2 separate regions of the Mus musculus genome follow, and region 2 is linked to region 1. A link is a contact called in public promoter capture Hi-C data. All regions are on one chromosome and are shown on one strand. The core of a region is the stretch at or near the end of the contact, and the rest is flanking DNA. Distances in the headings are between cores, read along the strand shown. Region 1 has its middle 95 kb from the start of Gm40543. Region 2 holds the start of Minar1 (membrane integral NOTCH2 associated receptor 1).

What was found. Promoter capture Hi-C pulls out the DNA fragments that hold promoters and counts their contacts.
Region 2: a contact with region 1 is called in a promoter capture Hi-C map of second pharyngeal arch cranial neural crest, with 2.3 times the contacts expected there. The contact joins the promoter of Minar1 here to the enhancer-like site in region 1. A contact is called at or near these places in 20 of 39 promoter capture datasets (3T3-L1-derived adipocytes, the C10 cell line, the HPC-7 cell line and 12 more), 8 of 484 Hi-C or Micro-C datasets (Sertoli cells, bone marrow-derived macrophages, cerebellum and 3 more), 3 of 115 datasets of contacts at active chromatin or transcription factors (SST interneurons, embryonic stem cells and stem cell-derived neural progenitor cells) and 3 of 9 other capture datasets (adipose tissue, embryonic stem cells and liver).

The regions. Positions count from the first base shown.
Region 1 is chr9:89,447,724-89,451,862 of GRCm38.p6, forward strand. No RefSeq gene overlaps it. Among named protein-coding and RNA genes, the nearest start is that of Gm40543, 95 kb to the left of the region's middle. Within about 2 kb of position 2,173, at least 6 of the 459 cell types and tissues checked have an H3K27ac peak or open chromatin away from gene starts, as enhancers often do. A contact at or near this core is called in second pharyngeal arch cranial neural crest, where this site is marked.
Region 2 is chr9:89,621,284-89,625,422 of GRCm38.p6, forward strand. It overlaps Minar1 (membrane integral NOTCH2 associated receptor 1), which reads right to left and starts at 1,703. Exons shown (of 4, transcript NM_153509.2): 1 at 1,334-1,703.

The DNA.
Region 1 (4,139 bases), core at 923-3,422:
TGTGACATGTTGACAAAGGCTCTCAGGAGTCCAAAATCACAGGGCATGCTCTGACATCTTATTCTTCTGTAAGGAAAAGTCTTTGCAGTTCGATTCCCTTACCACAAGGAGACAGAATTTATAGGTTTCTGATTTTTAAGGCACTTGGGAATGTGTGAGGAACCCACTTATCAGGTCTGAGACCTCAAGGATCTAGTGTGGCACAGAATAAGAACTCTGTAGCAGATGCAGCTTGTAGGGAAGTTGCCCTTCTGGCTCAGTCAGATGGCCTTGCAGATCTAGTGGTGCATTGGCCATCCACAGTGCTTGCACTGGCTGTATGGGATCTCTGACTAGTTTCAATAGAGACAGAGAATTGGTATCTGCCAGGCCAGGGGCTACTTCTGACCCCACCTGAAAAGTTTTGTGTGTTATGTTACAAAAGCACTTCCCTTACTTGCTTTAGCCACTTTGTTTTCTTTTTTTTTTTTTTTCACTATTTGTTAGTCTAGACAGGCAAATTGATATAATGGATGGCCTTGGATTTAAGTAATTAAATCCAGTGTTTGTCACTAATTCAAGAGTCTGATGTAAATGTCTTCTTGTTGGAACCTTTCCTTCAAGCTGTGACATAGGAACCCAGTTTCACAGCTCTGTCCTTCAAAACAACCTCAGCTTTTCTTCTTCTGACCCAAACAAAGGGATAGAGGTTGGAAAAGGATGTATAGGCAGCCTTTATTTCTGTTTGGCCAGAAAGAACTTAGCTATACAAATCCACAGAGTGTAGAAGGAGCTGAAAAAGCTGGTACTCCTGAATAGTGAAATGTGAAGAGGTTGCTGAAGAGTCTATGTGCCTTTACTATAAGAGACGGCTGGTAGGGTCATGAATGAATTCTCAAGACCTGGATCCCTCTCTTGAAAGTCCCCATTGATTCTGAGCTTTCTATGATGGTTCCATTCTTTGCATCATAAAGAAATGAATGAAGGCTTTTAAACACTGTTGAGTCAAAAGTAAAAGTTGTATGCTTTAGGTTGGAGCACACAGTATGTTTCAGTTAGTGTCCCTATGAGCCTCTCTTCAATATCTACCTGAGAATCAAAGCCATTTCATTTTCTCATTCTCCCCAAGTCATTAAAACAGAGAAAACAGACAAATCCACGTTCTAATCAGGCAGGTAAGATGAAGTAAGAAAAGTAAGCCAGATGTGGGAGGTGGTGCTTGGGTGAGCAATTTTAAAATCGTAGCAGAGAAGTAAACAAACAAACACACAAAACAAACATGCATATACCATATTCTAGCTAAACCATATCTGCTGGGCTGGGATGGTAGTTCAGTCAGTAAAATGCTTGCTTTGAAAGCAGGAGAATCTGAGTTGAATCTCCAGTATCCATATAAAACAAAACAAAACAAGCCCATGAATAGACACACAAAAACCAAAACAGATAAAACAATAACAACAACAAAACAGGTATGGTAGCATGCACTTCTAAACCAGTATCAGCAGAGACAGGCACATTCCTGAGGCTGCTTGGCCAACTAACCTAGTTCCCTTGAGGAATTCTAGGTCCCAGTGAGAAACCCTAATGCAAGAAGAAAGATCAACAGCTACTAAGGAACAACACTAAGATTGTTCTCTGGACTTTATACACACACACACACACACACACACACACACACACACACAGAGAGAGAGAGAGAGAGAGAGAGAGAGAGAGAGAGAGAGAGGGAGAGGGAGAGGGAGAGGGAGAGGGAGAGAGAGAGAGAGAGAGAGAGAGAGAGAGAGAAAGAGAGAGACAGAGACATAAAAAGACAGAGACAGAAACAGAGACAGAGAGAGACATGCACACATGCATACACTCACACACACATGCACGCACAGCTCTTTGTTCCATATCTTAAAACATGATCCCTCTATTTCAGAGTTAACAAGAGACAAGTGTTCTAGAAGACAGAGCCTGGTTCTCAGCAGCCAGCCTCCTATGAAAGCCACTTCAAGCAAGATTATATTCAGCCAAAGAAGATCATCAGCTGAACATCTGGCTCCGGCAACCCCAACAGCTGCACACATTTTCAGTTTAAGCAGTGTCCATATGGCCCATATGTGTGTCATTAGCCTCCAAATTGACCCGCAGGATCTGGATGCATGACAGAGCTTCCAAGGAGTGTGAAAAGAGTTCACAGGGGGTAAATTTGAGAAGTCCCATCTGTCTGTGGACTGTGGGCTTCTGAGGATTCGGCTATCCATGAGTGGTTCTAAGACTGGTGTGGATAGACCGGCTGGATTCCTCCGGATCGCTGGAGGAATCTGCAGACCCTGCAAATGCAGGCCATGAGGGCCATGTCCACAAAAGGCAAGACCTAAGACAAAGCAAACATAAAACAAACAAACAAACAAATAAACAAAAAAGCCGGGCAGGGTGGCACATGCCTTTAATCCCAGCACTTAGGAGGTACAGGCAGGCGGATTTCTGAGTTTGAGGCCAGCTTGGTCTACAAAGTGAGTTCCAGGACAGCCAGGTCTACACAGAGACCTTGTCTTGAAAAAACAAAACAAAAACAAAAAGAAAAGAAAAGAAAAGAAAAGAAAAGAAAAGAAAAGAAAAGAAAAAAAAGAAAAGAAAAGAAAAGAAAAAAAAGACAGAGCAAACACAGGTGGAGATGGAAGAATTGTGACATGTAATCTCTTATACAAAGGACACAGTTATTTATTTATTTATTTATTTATTGTATTTCAAATATAGTAAGAATCTACCATCTGAGGTTTTCATCCATTTTTGTTTTGTGGACATACCTATATACATCTGTATTTAACGTGCTAATAATTTTTAAATTTTACTATCACTTTACTTGATGTGTATGAATGTTTTGCTTGCATTTATATCTGTGCACTACATGTGCATTATGTGTGTGCTGAGAACTGAACCCCAGAACCGAACACCTAGAGCAGTTACTGCTCTTTGCTATGGAGCCATCTTTCCAACCCCTAGACTATTAATCATTTTAAGGTGCACAGTTCAGTAAAACTAACCACACTGACAGCACATAGAGTCATTATCACTGCTTCCAGGTCCTTTTCATCACCTCAAACAGAAACTCTGCACCCATTAAGCAGTCTTTTAAGTAGCAATAAGCATCAGGTCTTTTTTCTCAAATACTAGAAACTGCTAATGTGTACTCTCTGTGGTCTTGACTGCTCTGGACATCACTCAATATGTGGCTTCTTGTAACTCTTGAGATGTTTGCCTTAATGAAATTTCTATGCCTAGGAATGTACTTGGGAGACATTGTGTGAGTACTGGTAAATGAATATCTGAGGTTGGCATGTCCTAGAAAGAGACCATAAGAAAGGATGGGAGTGCAGGTTGTTTATTTTCGATGTGACACCCAATACAGTGTAGGAAATTGGGATATAAAGACAGAGTAGAGAAAGAAAGGAAGTGCAAATCTTGACAGGTAACCAGTATAGGGATTTCAGTCTCAAGTACAGAAGCTGTATTCCCAACACCTGAACCTCGGGATGACCCCTAAAGAAGTAAGTCCTGAGCCCTGCAGTTGGGAGCATCAGGTTCTCAGGGATATGAATGTGGCCCCAGTTGGAAAGCACAGGGCCAGGGCCAGAAAGGAAGATAAACCTCAAGTGAGTGGAGCCAAAGACTCAGCTCTGGCAGGAGGCAGAGGAAGCATATGTTTAGAGGGTAGGTGATAGAGGAGCAAAGCAGAGAAGTAGATGGGTGCTCAGGAAAATCTCAAAGAGATGGTGTGAGCAGTCCATTGGAAATTCAAACGGTGGCTCATAGGTTAGTAACATGTGCATCTGGGATGGACATTGAATGGGTTCTGTATGGGCTGCTCAGAAGAGGTAGAGTGGTACAACATGCTCTGTGAGACACTGGAAATGCACGGCTTACATGGACAGAGCCAGCTTGGAGCTAGCTTCCACGTCATTATCAGGTCTCTACTCATCCCATTCTGAACACACCTGGCAACAGGGATTAGCAAACTTCTGTAGAAAGTCAGACAGCAAATATATTAGGTTCTATGGGCTCCTCAGTCTCTGTCAGAGCTTCTGACTATAGCCATTGTAATGCTCAGACAACTTCAAAATACAGGCATGAATAGCCGTGCTCCAATAAAATATTTACAAAATGGGCAGTGGGCC
Region 2 (4,139 bases), core at 453-2,952, 170 kb after region 1:
AGGCTGTCACTGCTCTGGCAAGGAGCTCATCTCAGAAGGCTCCTATACCCAGAGCAAGTGGCAAGCTTCTACCTGCAAGGAAGATTTCATCAGAAGAGGTGGTAACGAAAGCTTGTTTGCAGGGAGAAGGGGATAAATTACCGGTCAAATGCACTGCCCCTCAATGACTCCTGGAAATCCTTCATGTCATGCTGCATAACACCATAGCAGAGCCAAACAGCCAACCCCCCAAATCCCAGCCGCAATGGCAGCTGCCATGGTCCCACCAGTTCCTAAGAAAATCACCCCATCCTTCAAACAAAATGTAAGTTCTATAAAACCGACCTGTGTTAGCACACAGACTCCTTGTCTCTCCTCCTCTCTGTCTTGGCAAACCTTACTTAATTTCCCACTGAAAAGACTAGCTGATCTCAACTCACCTCACCACCCCACCCCCACCCCGGTGTTTACAACCTTTGACTACTATTTCACAAACAACGTCGGCATGCATGCTGTTAGAGCAAGCTACTCAATTGCTTCCCAGAAGCTCCCTGCACTCTTGCAGAGAGGACCAATGACTACTTGCTGGTTTTGTGGCCTCGCAGAGTACAGGACTTGGCAGGGATGGCGGTAGAGCAGGTGGGAAAGGCTGCTGAGAGGTGAGCTAGTGTGTGAATGAACTCAAGCCCCGCTGCCAGCCAGGCCTTGCTTTGGTGTTTTTCTGGCAGGTGAAGTTGAACGTCTCCAGGAGGAAAGACACCTCCTTTCCACAACAATGTGACTGGAAATCGCAATTTAACGTTGGGATACACTGGTCCGTTTTTCTAGGGTTGGTTCAGTTCTCCACCTTACTCCGATAGGTCGGGGGTGGGGAGGTGTCACACAAACAGTTCACCTACTTGACCCCCAAAACACCGTTGTTTGAAATGAATTCTTAACCAGGAAAACTTGCCCAGAATTTTGTGGTCTTTGGCCATTGTATCTCTACTTTCATCTCTTTTCCCTCCACCAGATATGGCCAAGCCTACTACCTACCGCGCGCGCGCACACACACACACACACACACACACACACACACACACACACGCACACCACACGCAAACACACATACCACATGCGCGTGCACACGCACACCCCTTTTCCCACTACCGTACCGAGCTCAGCGAAAAGGGTCTCCGTGCCCAGGCGGCCTGCAGTCGGGAACCTATCGGAGCCAGGGAGGAGTGCCAGTAGCCTGGGACTTTACACAGAGTCCCTGTGTAATAGCAACCGGCACGTAGCGATCACACCTTGCACGCACATACTTGCACATGTGCGCTCGGGTGCCCATGGGTCTCCCGCTTTCTGAAGTTACCTCTGGGGGCTGCTCCAGCTCTCCGTCCCCGGTCCTCCGCAGCTCTTGCGTGGCTCTGAGGTGGTGGTCCACAGGGCCTCCAACGCAGAGCTTCCCGAAGGTTCCCTAGGCAAAAGAATCCTAGGCTCCAGGGCAGCCCAGGCTTTGCACTTGGGGCAACACCCCTGGCGTAGGTTAACTTCAGCCCCCACAGCACGAGGTCTGGATCTGCAGACTAGGGTCGCACCCGGGCTTTCCTGGGCAGTCGGCAGCCACTGCCCACTTGCATGATGCTGGGGCTCTCAGCGGCTGGAGGATGCGGCCTCAGAGTCCGGATCAGCCCCAATCTCGGTTTCTGAGGCTCAGCCAGTGTCACCACATCACGGTCTTGGATACCGTGGGCAGCTCGGGCCAGGAACTCGATGGCCAGAGACCCAGTTTAGCCTCTCCATCATCTCCCGCCTGGGGAGCAGAGGAAGGCAGGACTCTCCAGCAGTGGGCTCGTGCTCCCTAGGGCGGGAGGGGCAGACTCCAGAGGGGCGCGGCAATAGCGCCGAGGGCGTGCCCTGCCAGAGGCTGCAGCCACCTAGAGAGTGGGCGCCCGCAACCCCAGAGTCCTGAGAAAGCCTCTGCTTCCTTAAGAGTCGCGCCTGCTGAGACCGGGCAAAAGCAAGCAGAGGTTGGAACTGGAGGGAGCCTCGGGCCAGATCCACCCCGGGGTTTGCTTCTCCCTATTTCCGGATGCTGAAGGTGACTGCGGCCCCCAGTGGAGAAGCAGAAGCTAACATCGTCCGCTGCTCTCCTTTTCTCCAGGTGCACTCTGCTCACCCTTCTGGGGCCTCAGACTCTGCAGTGCTTCACCAGGCCAGGGCAAACTGGTCACTTGGCTCATTGATGTTTCCCTCCTGGCCGGTGTTGGCTTCATTGGTACCCAGATTGGAGAGACTAGCGTTCACGTGACCAGCCCTCCCCAAACACGCACTCACACTCTTAACGGAATAGATTTCCAAAAGTCCAATTGGATACATCGATGAGGACTGGAGGCTTTTCCCAAGCCATCTAGGGTACTGCAGTGGGACTGAAATGCAGCAGCCTGCCTGTGGTGCCACCATTTATACAGATTGTCTTCCTCAGCTGGGAAAGTCACACAAACAGCGCTTTAAAGAAACGGAATTATAGTTTCAAACTCGTGGAATCAAGAGAAGAGTAGAGAAAAGAGAGAGAGAGAGAGAGAGAGAGAGAGAGAGAGAGAGAGAGAGAGAGAGAGAGAACCGGAGGGAAGGGGGAAGGAAAGGGAGGGAAGGAGAGGGGAGGAAAGGGAAGCGGGATGGAGGGGAGGGGAGGGAAAGGAAGGGGAGGGAAGGGGAGGGAAGGGGAGGGAAGGGAAGGGGGGGAAGCCTACTATTGGGGAACAAATAACTAAGGGGTGGCACCCTCTTAGGTTACTTTTCCAAGAGTGCAACCAAATGCAGGTTCCTGGCTAACTTTGTGACCTGTGGTCTGTCTTCTGTCCTTGGGAGGTGGTGGGGGCTGGAGGAGGGACACTGGTCTCCATGACAGCTTTCCTGCCTGAGGTTTTTTTGCTATGACTGGAAGCGTTCTAAAAGTGAACCTGTTAATACATGGATACTTTAAATAAAGCCTCATGGGGTAATAAGCTGCCAGCTGGATTTTCCCAGAATTTCACCCTTATTACTTTAGTGCCAGGCAAGACCATGCTCCTCTAGGGAGGACAAAAGCAACTGAGAGGTGAAAGAAAGGTCAAGTTTATTTGATCCACTGTACCTTGCTTGCCTAGGAGTCTAAATTTGTAACCAGTAGTGTCTTGGTCCAAACAATCTGGGGGATAGTCAGCAGTCAAAGATCTGCTAACTGATATGGAAGGCAAAGAGGGGCAGAGGGAGACAGACCTAACCCTGAGGAATAACTGTTAACTGTGCTGAGCAAGAAGTCCATTTGGATTCCAATGGAGAGAACTCTGGAGGCTGCAGCAGCCTGGTTGTTCAGAGAGTAAATAGAGACCTAGCAAACATATTTCTCCCAAAGCCAAGACTGTAAAATCCAAAGAACTGAAGGAGTTGGAACGGGAAGCTAGATGGATAGCGTCTGCCTGCTCCTTGACTTTTAATTTTTAAATGTCGTTCCCCTCCTGTTTCATTCTAAAAGAGCACCTGAGTCCAGACTCCAGAAGGAAACAAGCGGAAACCTTTGAATGGGGAGGGAGGGAGGGCTGTTCTATTTGATCTTGTTTCCCTGTACACTAACATTTTGGGGAAATTTGTAACAGTACAAACTTTTACATTTTAAACAGTATAAAGACACACACAAAGTGCAGGTTTCTGATCCTACACTGCCTCCTCTAGCTGGATTCTGTAAATCTACCCTTCAAGTGACTTCAGGCCCTGCAAAATTCCACTAATGTTCTATTCTGTACCATACTTCTCCCCCAGGACAGAGTATATGTGCTTAGGCTAACTGCCTACCCCAGAGGTTCATGTATTTAAAAACAAAATTAGTGCTGAGGTTGGGGCTACCCAGTGGAAAGAGGAGTGGCCTAGGAAGAGGTCCTTAGGTCACTGGAGCCAAGGAGCTCCTGGGATTCTGACCTTCTCTCTTTGCACCCCAACATCATTGCTGTCCAGAGGCCTGAGCAATAATAGAGTTTTCTGAGCTTGGACTTGAGTACTCAGAACTGTGAACTAAAATAACCCTTTTTTTATTATGAGTTAATTATCTCAAAGTTCTGTCTAGTGGCAGGAAAATGGCTAATGAGCATGGGTGCTGGAACACGGAAGCCAGAGAAGCTCACATGGGACTCTCTCCCTGG